Regions from separate parts of the Hordeum vulgare genome. Here all the other regions are linked to region 1. A link is a contact called in public Hi-C data. All regions are on one chromosome and are shown on one strand. The core of a region is the stretch at or near the end of the contact, and the rest is flanking DNA. Distances in the headings are between cores, read along the strand shown. Region 1 holds the start of LOC123397482 (dehydration-responsive element-binding protein 1B-like). Region 2 holds the start of LOC123398453 (dehydration-responsive element-binding protein 1H-like). Region 3 holds the start of LOC123398324 (dehydration-responsive element-binding protein 1H-like).

The links. Hi-C and Micro-C count contacts between places; a contact is called where the count stands out from the background.
Region 2: a contact with region 1 is called in a Hi-C map of seedling, with 3 times the contacts expected there. The contact joins the promoter of LOC123398453 here to the promoter of LOC123397482 in region 1. A contact is called at or near these places in 2 of 6 Hi-C or Micro-C datasets (leaf and seedling).
Region 3: a Hi-C map of seedling shows a contact between it and region 1, with 2.4 times the contacts expected there. The contact joins the promoter of LOC123398324 here to the promoter of LOC123397482 in region 1. A contact is called at or near these places in 2 of 6 Hi-C or Micro-C datasets (leaf and seedling).

Annotation. Positions count from the first base shown.
Region 1 is chr5H:495,524,024-495,527,877 of MorexV3_pseudomolecules_assembly, reverse strand. LOC123397482 (dehydration-responsive element-binding protein 1B-like) reads left to right here and starts at 1,542. Exons shown (of 1, transcript XM_045092011.1): 1 at 1,542-2,589. The coding sequence starts at 1,757. The coding sequence ends at 2,401.
Region 2 is chr5H:495,667,957-495,671,424 of MorexV3_pseudomolecules_assembly, reverse strand. It overlaps LOC123398453 (dehydration-responsive element-binding protein 1H-like), which reads right to left and starts at 1,724. Exons shown (of 1, transcript XM_045092923.1): 1 at 650-1,724. The coding sequence starts at 1,637. The coding sequence ends at 924.
Region 3 is chr5H:495,709,543-495,713,187 of MorexV3_pseudomolecules_assembly, reverse strand. It overlaps LOC123398324 (dehydration-responsive element-binding protein 1H-like), which reads left to right and starts at 1,884. Exons shown (of 1, transcript XM_045092807.1): 1 at 1,884-2,786. The coding sequence starts at 1,944. The coding sequence ends at 2,678.

The DNA of each region.
Region 1 (3,854 bases), core at 293-2,792:
AACATGGATCATAAAATTAGATGTGAGGAAGTTATTTTTGCAATTTTGCAACAAGAGTTTTGTTGCAAAAAACTAAAAAAGAGAAAGTTATGCAACAAAGATTTTGTTGCAGAAATACTGCAACAAGAGTATTGTTGCAGAAAAAAGAACAAATTCTACTGGCAACTCCATCAGCAGATCAACGGAATAGCAAGGCGAGTGTCATAAAAAAAGTTCTGCAACGCGGCCGTTGTTTCTACAATGTGGTTGTTGTTTTTGAAATGCGATCGTTATTTCAAAAATTAAGAGGAGACAAGCGGGACGTGCCCGGAGATCGAACGACGGCTGTCGCGTGTAGATCGAAGGACCAACGAGGTGACGGATGTATAGCGTGCCTCGGTGGGTCGACGACTACGAGTCCCATAGTTAATCAGGGTCAAATTGATTATTTTTTGCTCCCTCCTTTCTGATTTACAGGGCTCAAATCTGAAATCTCATCAACTAAGGTGAACTGTGAGTGGATGACACTAGTTTTAACTAGTCAATGAAATATTTCTCACATACTTAATTTCCGAGGCAATAAATTTAACATCCTTCTTCTCATTGCATGGTGGATGTAGAAAACTATGCATGCATAGCTACTCATTTCCTTTTGTCTAAATTCTATGAATTAAATATGGTGTGAGACTCACAACACTTTAACTCAATTAGACTCAAAATAAGTCTAATATAATGGAAATCTGAAATTTTTGAGATAAGCCCCATAAACCGGAAAGGAGGGAGTATTTGCCAATAACCGAAAGTTTGTTGAGTTGGTTATTGGGCCAACTGACTTTTATGGAGTGTTGGGTTGGAATCCTACGCGCATATAAGAGCATGGTTAATAGTATAGCCAACTGCTGGCTATAAGTTATCTTATAGCTCATCTTATAGCTAGCTTGTACAATAGCGAGCTATAAAAAAGTACTACTTTTATCATATATGGCTCATCTTTCATTCTCACAAAGCACCTAGAAGCACGTGCTAGAGCTGGCTCTTCACGAAGAGCCCGCTTCCCTTCTCTCTCCTCTTCTCTTTCATCCAACTCAGCAAAAATACAGTATTTTAATCCTTACAGCCTGCTGACTGCCTGCTAACTGTACCTTGAAGCTACCGTTGCCCTGGATCTTTTGCCGATTTCTTTGTCACAAAATTCTATGCCGCTATAAGCGAGTCCAGCTGTCCTTTTCATTCGCTCACTCACTGAACAGTGGGTGAGTGTGAGTGTGAGGAAGCAGGCGCTGCGCTCTCATGCCACGCGCCTGGTGGCACGTTACGTCGCGCTCTGGGCCTCCTTCGTTGATGCTGTGGCCAGCACAGCAGGGCTCCGAAAGATATGCCAAGATGCTTATTTTATTCATTAATTTCCCACAAAAGATGCTTGGATGTGAAGTGTGGCCTCAACTAAGATACTTGTTGTTCGACGGAAGGAAAGAAAAAGATCTAGTGCTAGTATACTATGCTTGTCCTTGCATGTCGTGCAAATTATGTGGCCAGATGTTGCTCCACGTAGTCGTTCAAGCTAATGTCACTGAGCGCGTGACCGCACCACCCCGCGCTAATCTTCTTCCGCGCCACGGCGGGCGCCGGGTATATATGCTCCGCGGCCTGCTCATCCAACCAAACTCCACCGCTCCACTCTCCAGCATCCATCTCTCCCAAGTCTCAGCGCAGCAGCTAATAAAACACGCTGCTTACTCCACAGTCGACCGGCTCCCGGCGACACTGCGATCGATCGATGGACGCCGCAGACGCCGCCTCCCCGTGTGATGGGCACAGGACGGTGTGGTCGGAGCCGCCGAAGCGGCCTGCCGGCCGGACCAAGTTCAAGGAGACGCGCCACCCGCTGTACCGCGGCGTGCGGCGCCGGGGCCCCGCAGGCCGGTGGGTGTGCGAGGTGCGCGTGCTCGGGATGAGGGGCTCCAGGCTCTGGCTCGGCACCTTCACCACCGCCGAGATGGCAGCGCGCGCGCACGACGCCGCCGTTCTCGCGCTCTCTGGCCGCGCCGCCTGTCTGAACTTCGCCGACTCTGCTTGGCGGATGCTCCCCCTCCTCGCCGGCCCGTTCAGCACCGCTAAGGAGATCAAGGATGCCGTCGCCGTCGCCGTCCTGGCGTTCCAAAGACAGCACCCGGTCGCGTCCACGGCGCCAATGTCCCCGGCACGGACAGCCGTTGACGAGAAGGAAGTCGATGGCTCGCCGGCGCCGAGCGCTCTGTTCATGTCCAGCGAGCTGTTGAATGAGCACTGGTTTGGCGGCATGGATGCCGGATCATGCTACTCGGAGGGCATGTTCATAGAGTCGCCGGATACCAGACCGTGGCGGGAAGACCTCGAGCTCGGTGGCGTCCAGACACCGCCATGGAGCTACTTGTTCGACTAAGCAGTTAAAGTATTTGGATGGGTTTTCTGCTTCTGTTCCACCAAATATGGGAGGAAACAGAGGGGAAATTTTTTCCCATATGTCCATACCTGCTCGTTCATTGTGAAAGCCTCTGCTGTCTATTTTCTGGGAGGCTGCATTTGTACTTGATTTTTTTCCTTTCTAGGACATCACTTTGAGTGCTTTTATGTTGTTGTTGTTGAGTTGAATCACTTGAGTGTTCTAGGGAATACAGAATGAGTACTTCTCAGCTATTATGGACCTCAAGCACTCCATGGTCGACATAAGATATTACTTATGAGAAAGAGAACAAGAAAATACACATTAAAGAACTTTCGGCGTCACAGCTTGACAATGATGGATATGGACTGTTTGTAAAAGAATTCCAAGAGCAGGTACTATTCAATCAGATGAGGTGACAAGAAATATCCCGAAGTCAAGGATATACGGTGAGTAAATAGGCAATTTTTCAGATAGATTCATCCATGAAGAGCATAATAGCAAGTAATACGCATATAGCAGAAACATCTACACATATAACTAGTACTACTATGACAGAAATAAACAGGAGCGGGATAAACATATTATACCCTCCGATCGGCCACTTGACCTTAGCAGCAGCGTTGGCAGCGGCAGCATCCTCAGCTGCCTTCTTCTCGGCTTCGGCCTGGAGAAGACGGTCGGCTTCGCTTGGTTCAGCCATGGCGATGACGAGGACGACGCGGACGAAGACGAAGCAGACGGACGGAGGCGAGCAGTCGCGTGATCGCTCCCCAAAAAATTAATCGCCCCTCTTACGTATTCTCCGATCCTGACCGGCAAAAATAAGCGCGTAGGTATGAGCTCGGCTCGGCTCATTCCCGCAACCCGCGGCGCGGCGAGGCGTGGCAAGGCGGGCGGATGAGAAGGAGTGCGCGAGGGCCTCTTCTCTTCTCACTCTCCAATAGCATGTAGAAGAGAGACCCTTATAAAGGTGTCTAATTTCTTCTCCACTAGCGGGGTGGGACTACACTTCCCACCACCACCTTGTCATGCCACCACCTACATGGGCCCTCGAAGATTTCTGAAATTCTCTTATGGGCCTATAGCCCACTACTAATTTCAACAATCCCCCACCAGATCTCAAGAGCACACTGTGTTCCCTCGTTCCAATCACTGTTTTAATATACCAGCATTTTAGTGAAGACTTTTTAAGGTTGAGCTTCACCTAGAACAAGCAGCTACACCCCTTTACAACTGAACAATGGACTATTGTCAGTTTGTCGTAAAGAAGCTTCACCACAAGTCTTACTAGTACTAGGCTACCAGAGGCTGACCCCTCGGGTGGAGCATATTAGTCACACTCCTGGCTTATTAATGAGTTTAGTAGAAATCACCCCAATCTCATAGACTGTGACCAGCAGTCGGGCTCATATAGGTGTGTTCCTCCAAACATCGCTGTGTAGGACAACAT
Region 2 (3,468 bases), core at 475-2,974, 140 kb before region 1:
AAAACTATGAATTCTTAAGTAGACCATTATAAACTCAGTATTCACTCCGTCCCACAATCTATGACATTTTTATAAGCTAAACCCGTGGGAGTACTTAAAAAAACTGCCATCAACTTTCGGACCACACAGGCACGCAGACTTGGTCATAGCTCTGTCTCTACGGACCATGTTGGTGCCTGCCACAGTCTTCACAAAGGCATCAAGAAACCCATGAATATGTGTTCGTAATGAGGAACACTATACAACCCATTACAACCATGTCTCCACAAAAGCCTTACGTGGAGAGGCAAAACAAAGCCTTGCACTATATACACAATAATTGCGAGTTGTGCACAATTATTACAGCACACTAGTCACTTCCACAGTCACACTAGATCTAAAAATATCTGCTGCAAGAGGAAAAAGGTACGTGACACGTCAACTATATGCATCTTGCATGTTGGCCACGCAATTCGGGAAGGAGGGCGGAGCTGGCCCGGGCAGCAGCGCCGCGTCAGCTCAAATCGCGTGGCCATGACGACCGGAAAAATGGGATCCAGCTGCTTTAACCAGCTGACCTGGGTGGTGCCTAGGCCACATCTTCCGAATGGGCGCCCTGACCACATCTGTCTGATTAACAAGCCGTTGATTTTTCTAGTCTGACTACCAGTTATAGTCATGACACATCATGTGATAGTGTACCTTTTTTGGCAGTCATTTGCCACCAGTCTAGGATCTTCTGTGGACTATTATTATTCTTCGAGCAGTCATGTCATTTCATGTGTCATTTTCTTGCTCCTGTGCCTAGGTTAGAACTTCGTTTGTTTGCATTTGCAGCTGTGTCGCAGTATTTGATGGATTTTAGTTCCACAATTTTATCATGCTGGAAGGGAACAGCTTCGGTTTGTTCCATGCATAGAGTCAAAGCAGCTGGCCGGAGTATTTTAGTAGCTCCAGAGCGCGGCGTCTGCTCCACCGCCATCGGTATCCCAGCACGCGCCGGCGGCCGGCGGTTGCGGCGGCTCCAGGAGAAGCCCCTCCGCGAAGTACGCATAGTATGTGTCCAGGTCCATTTCCCCGGACATGTCCAGCTCGAACATGTTGCTGCCCAGTGTGGTCGGCACCTCAAGCATTCCGTCGGCTGAAGGTAGGGATGACGACGTCGACGACGAGCCGGTATTTTCCATGGACGACTGCGCGGATTGGCTACAGGTTCCCTCGTCAATGAGGGCGGCCGCCGCCTGGGCCCTCGTGGCGGCGCCGCTTGCGGCCTCCCGGCGCTGGAAATCCGCGACGGCGCTGAGAGCCGCGCGCCGGACATCAGCGAGATCGGAGAGCGCGGACGGCACGGCGAGGAGCCAGACGGAGTCGGCAAAGTTGAGACACGGGGCGCGGCGGTCGAGCAGGCAGAGCATGGCGGCGTCGTGCGCACGCGCGGCCGCCTCGGCGGTAAGGTGCGTCCCGAGCCAGAGCCGCTCGCCTCGCTTGCCGGGGACGCGCACCTCGCACACCCACCGGCCGGCGCTGCCGCGGCGCCGCACGCCGCGGTACACCGGGTGACGCGTCTCCTTGAACTTGGTGCGCCCGGCGGGGCGCTTCAGATGAGAGGACAACGACGGCGAGGAAGGGGAGCACCGCTGCTGATCGGAGCCGGCCATGTCAATATTGCTATTGTAGGTGGTCGGTGCTGGCTCCAGCTTACGTACGGTGGACCGAGGTCTGGGAGTGTGAGAGCAGGCTGAGATTGAGCTGGGGAGTGTTTGTTAGATTGAGTGTCTTTTATAGTTCTGCCTGACGCGTTCCAGACTAGCGGCAGCGAGAGAAGACGCGTCAGGAATTTGCAGCGTTGAAATGATGGCATATAGCAGGCTGGGACAAGTGACGCATTTTCCTCCCGCGTTAGTATATCTTGTTCTCCAGCGATTGAGTGTCTTGGGGAGTGTGCCATTTACGCGGTGTGGGGAAGCGGCTTGGGGCAAGTGACGCGTCAGGGAATAGCAGCGTCAAAACGAAGAAGACATCTTTTTTGTTGAGGCTCGTTCTGTACGCGTCGTGGGCAAGCGGCAGGGGACAAGTGACGCGTCATGGATTTGCACCATTAAAAAGGTCTTGCTGGCAACTGATAATTGGGGCCACAAGCATGGACCAGCCTTGGACTCGTGGCACAGTTTTACCCCGCGTTATGCATGTTAAATGTAAAAAAGAAGAAGAAAGAGAGATGAATGAAAGATGATCCATTAGTCTTTATTGATGATAGAAGTAGGGTATTTATATTCAAACGGAAGTAAACATGTTGCTTGGCAGCCAAGTAAACACATAGTTACTTGACAGTCAAGGAATTACATAGTTGCCTTGAGAGTCAAGGAATTACATGGTTACTTGAGAACCAAGTAACTTATCTAACAATTAATTTAATCCTAATTAGCTTAATTAATAAGCAACTATTCTATTTTTAACACTCCCCCTTGTACAACGCGTCTTCTTGGATATATTCATAATCTTGATAAATTCTTTGAATAATCTTGAAGTCTCCTCTAAAAACCGTGTGGGAAAAATATGAGAATTATGCAGATATGTTGCTAAATCTTCTTTAAACCCAGTGGAAAAATAATAAGGAGAAAATGATGCAACATATAATGATTATTTTCTCTTGATAACTCATATGAGAAAAACCTTTGGAGAAGGAGAAAATTCATTGGTGAGTTTAGAGAACAATTGATATGTCTTGAGTACTTCCTTTAAAAATCCCAATAGGGAAAATAGAAAGTATGACATACGATCTTTGAGAAGGTATTACCTCATTAAAAACCATTATGAGAAACTACAGGAGAAAACTCATAAGGGAAAAGAGTGCATCTGACATGCCATTGAAAACTCCTTTAAAACCCAGTGGGAAAAAATATAAGGAGAAAATGATATGGCATATACAAACACTTGTGTTTATATTGTCTCGTTAAAAACCTTTTATGAGAAACCATTAGGGAAGAACTCATCAAGGGAAAAAGAGTACAATATATGCAATTTGATGATTGTTAATAGGTTATAGTTTGGGAGATCACTCCCCCTGAACTTTGCAAATATGGAGGATGTCTCATACCAATTTCATTGGCAGAACATAAGATTGTGTATAATCTATTGGATTTTCACATGATTTTGTTTGCAAATTATTTCCTCACTTTTCTATAATCCGTGAGGATAAGTAGTTTTCGAGCAATGTGATTTATGATATTGTTCTTCATATAACCTCTAGGTATTGAGTAACACAAGTGGAAGTAGCTTTATAAATCAAGTTATGTGATTCTGATGAATCTCAACCACATGATTTTGAGTGTGGTTAATCATTCTGCCAAGCCATGCATATTTTGCAATGCTTTTAGATAAAGCAATTATGTCAGAATGATAAGTGGGAATAACGATTAAAGTCCATTTAGACGACTTCCATATGAAGGCTATTCCAACAAATTGAGTCATTGATATGGCGTCTTTGGG
Region 3 (3,645 bases), core at 635-3,134, 180 kb before region 1:
CCAAGTAATGCAGAAAGAAATGGCTGATCTTTTTTTGTGCTTTGATTCGAATTTGGACTACAAATTTCCGACGGGTCATACTACTACATTATTGTCAAGAACTCGAGTATATAGGTTGTGTATAATTATGCAAATACGTTTATAGGTTTTGCAGGCTTTATCAAGGATTTTAGTTCTTTGTATGCCACTTCGACCACAAAACACGACACGCGGGATAATTTGCACGGACTCACTTGCACGGTCGAAACCTTGACTCTTCCTTTAATTTTGAATCAAAATTCTCGCAGCGACGCATGATGTTGTATTTAATGGAAGGGCCAGTGAATAACACTAGCATATATATTATTTTTGTGAAAAACGGAATATTCATGCAATGTTATCACCATGAGTCATATTTTCAGCATCCACGCATAGAAGATCACCCTCTACACTTTGACATGGCCAATCTTCTTGTTGACTTAGACCCCGCTAAAAAATCAAGAAATATAACAGGCAACCAATAAATTCCTATATTTAAGTAGTGAATCACTTGTTAGGGGTAGGAGGAAGAGAACATAGTGACATGAGGAAGGTTAATAAGAGGGATTTTCAAGTTGACAGTTCATGCGCAGGTGCTTGGCATACGCCCGGTGTCGGTAATGTCGATGGCATCCCCTCTCGCTTGATTAAACCTTGTCGACGATGGTTTTTCAAATGATGGAATGGAAAGATGAAACACCATGACAGTAGGAGACATAACTGGCTAGGTGGAGCGGTGCCACAAGTCAAAGAAGAATGTGACTCTAGCCTTACTAAGCTACAATGGATAAGCTAGGCATGCTAACCTAAAGGAAAGCACAAAACAAAAAATTAAGTTCTAATCCATACATGAGTTCCCTAAGCATTGGTAAGTACTAAATACTTTATGTTCTCATTGCTTGAAAGATGAACAGATTATTTCGACATGAAATTTGGGAAAATAATTGAAGAAATGAAATTACACACACGCTTCTTGTCTAGGTCGTCCATCACCGACTTCAGAGGATGGAGATACAAGGTTGTGTTGGTATGTTTCTTATCACAACATTTGTTAATGGGTTAGGCGGACCACGACACACTTTTGCCCTGCAGTATTTCTGAATGATTGTACATACACGCCTTTGTGTATTTACTTGCTTTAGTTGATTTGGCAAGCATAAAGGGCTAATTGCGTTGTACCTACAGGCCTTTGTGTATTTACTTGCTTTAGTTGATTTGGCAAGCATAAAGGGCTAATTGCGTTCGTAGTAGAAAATCAAAAGTCCTTCATGGTTCGAGTATGGATTTTACTTTAGTGACCTAAAACGACTTGTATTACTCCCTCCGTCCCAAAATAACTGTCTTAAGCTTAGTATAAATTTATATTAGATCTAGTATAAAGTTGAGACAGTTATTTTGGGACGGAGGGAGTATTTTACAGCAGAACTACAATTGATCCAAACAAGGTCAAATGTTATTGCATGGAAATTAAAAGGACACTTTGACATCACAAGAACACAGTGATGCTGAGGGTGATTCAGATAGATGAGAAGGCCGGGAATGGGATACTCCAACACACCCAAAGTAGCAAGTTGGCCGTCACCCACGTTTTCTCGCACCCGGCCGACGAGCACAAAACGCGGTTAAAAAGATGCCTTTTCATTCTTTGCTTAACGCTTCAAACCCCCCACACGTCTACACTGAGGAGTCACGCCACACGCGTCGGCCGGTTAACGGTCCAACGTCACACACCACAAGCTGTCCCCGCGCCGACGGGCAAAGCCGTCGCCATTCACCGCGTCGCGCAAAACTATAAATAAGCACACTCTAGGCCAGCCACTGGTTTACTGACTACTCCTAGTCTCATAGCCACCATTCACCAAGGCAGCAGACATCACGGCTCCTACTCCAGTCAACTAGCCAAGCAGAAATAAGGTGCAGCGGCAATGGACACGGTCCCCGAGCGTAACTGGAACTCGCCGGCATCCCCGCCGTCCTCCCTCGAGCAGGGGATGCCGTCGTCTCCTGCGTCGCCGACGCCGAAGCGCCCCGCGGGGCGCACCAAGTTCAAGGAGACGCGCCACCCGGTGTTCCACGGCGTGCGCCGCCGGGGCAGCAACGGCAGGTGGGTGTGCGAGGTGCGCGTGCCGGGGAAGCGCGGCGAGCGGCTCTGGCTCGGCACGCACGTCACCGCCGAGGCGGCCGCGCGCGCGCACGACGCCGCCATGCTCGCGCTGTACGGCCGCACACCTGCCGCGCGCCTCAACTTCCCGGACTCGGCGTGGCTGCTCGCCGTGCCCTCCTCCCTCTCCGACATGGCGGACGTCCGGCGCGCCGCCATCGGGGCCGTCGTGGACTTCCTGCGCCGGCAGGAGACGGGCGCCGGCGCCATCACCGAGGTGACCTCCGTCGACGGGGTCGCCTCGGAGGCGTACGCGCCGGGCAGTGCCAGCTCGTCGGCGGCGGCGTCGTCCCACTACCAGCTGCCTTGCGCCAATGCGGAGTTCGTGGTGCCGGACGCATTGTGCCATGACATGTTGGAGCTCCACACGTCCGGCGAAATGGACGCGGGGACCTACTACGCGGACCTGGCGCAGGGGCTGCTCCTGGAGCCACCGCCGCCGCCGTCAAGCGGGGCGAGCTCGGAGCATGGAGATGATGCAGCGCTATGGAACCACTGATGACACCGAGCCAGGATCTCCTGCCGAAACTATCTTCGCTCCGTTCGTTTATTTCTTTATTCAATCCCGAAAAAGCGCCCCGTACGTGGACCTATCGTCGGCATAATAAAATCGCGGGACATTTGAGCGCAACAAAATCGGTCTCACATAACCATATACGTACTCCTCGACATATGAGAGCAAGTATAAAATACTATATTTTTGCTGAGTTGGATGAGAGAGAAGAGGAAAGAGAAGTGAAGCGGGCTCTTCGTGAAGAGCCAGCTCTAGCATGTGCTCCTAGGTGTTTTATGAGAATGAAAGATAGGTTATATATGATAAAAGTAGTACTCTTTTGTAGCTAACTATTGTACAAGTTAGCTATAAAATGGACTATAAGATGACCTATAGCCAGCAGTTGACTATACTATTAACCATGCTCTGAAGGCCGGCAAGCAAGAAAGAAGTACACTGCTTATTAAATGAGCTTATAAAAGACGATGAACAGGAAAAGCGAAAGGCACCGGCTGACGGGAATGCCGGCTGTAAAATAATGAACCCGGGCGCAAGATGGTCCAGAAATAGGTGCCGTTGGTTCACGTGTGGTTACCATAACAAGGGACGTCCACTAGTTCCTGCAGGCTGCAGCTGGATATTTCCCCGCTCCGGCCTCCACGCGGCAACCTACAATTAGCCAAAAAGATGTGGCCGAGACCCACCCATGTCAGCCGGTGAAAGCACGAGAGCACTGAATATAGTATGAAGACTTTTCCTTGGAGATTTCGATTTCGTGTTTGGAAATCGTTGTCACTGTGCCCGACCTGTCGCGTCAGTGGGGATGGGTCGCTGTCCGTGACCATGGGCGAGGAAGCAGGCAGCTGGGACCGTCGCCTCGCCGGTGGTCCGTCCGGGTCCGGTGCGTCACTCTCTCGCCTCTATTTCCTAGAACACACAGCAAGGCAGGTCAGGGTGCATGCCAGGATGATTA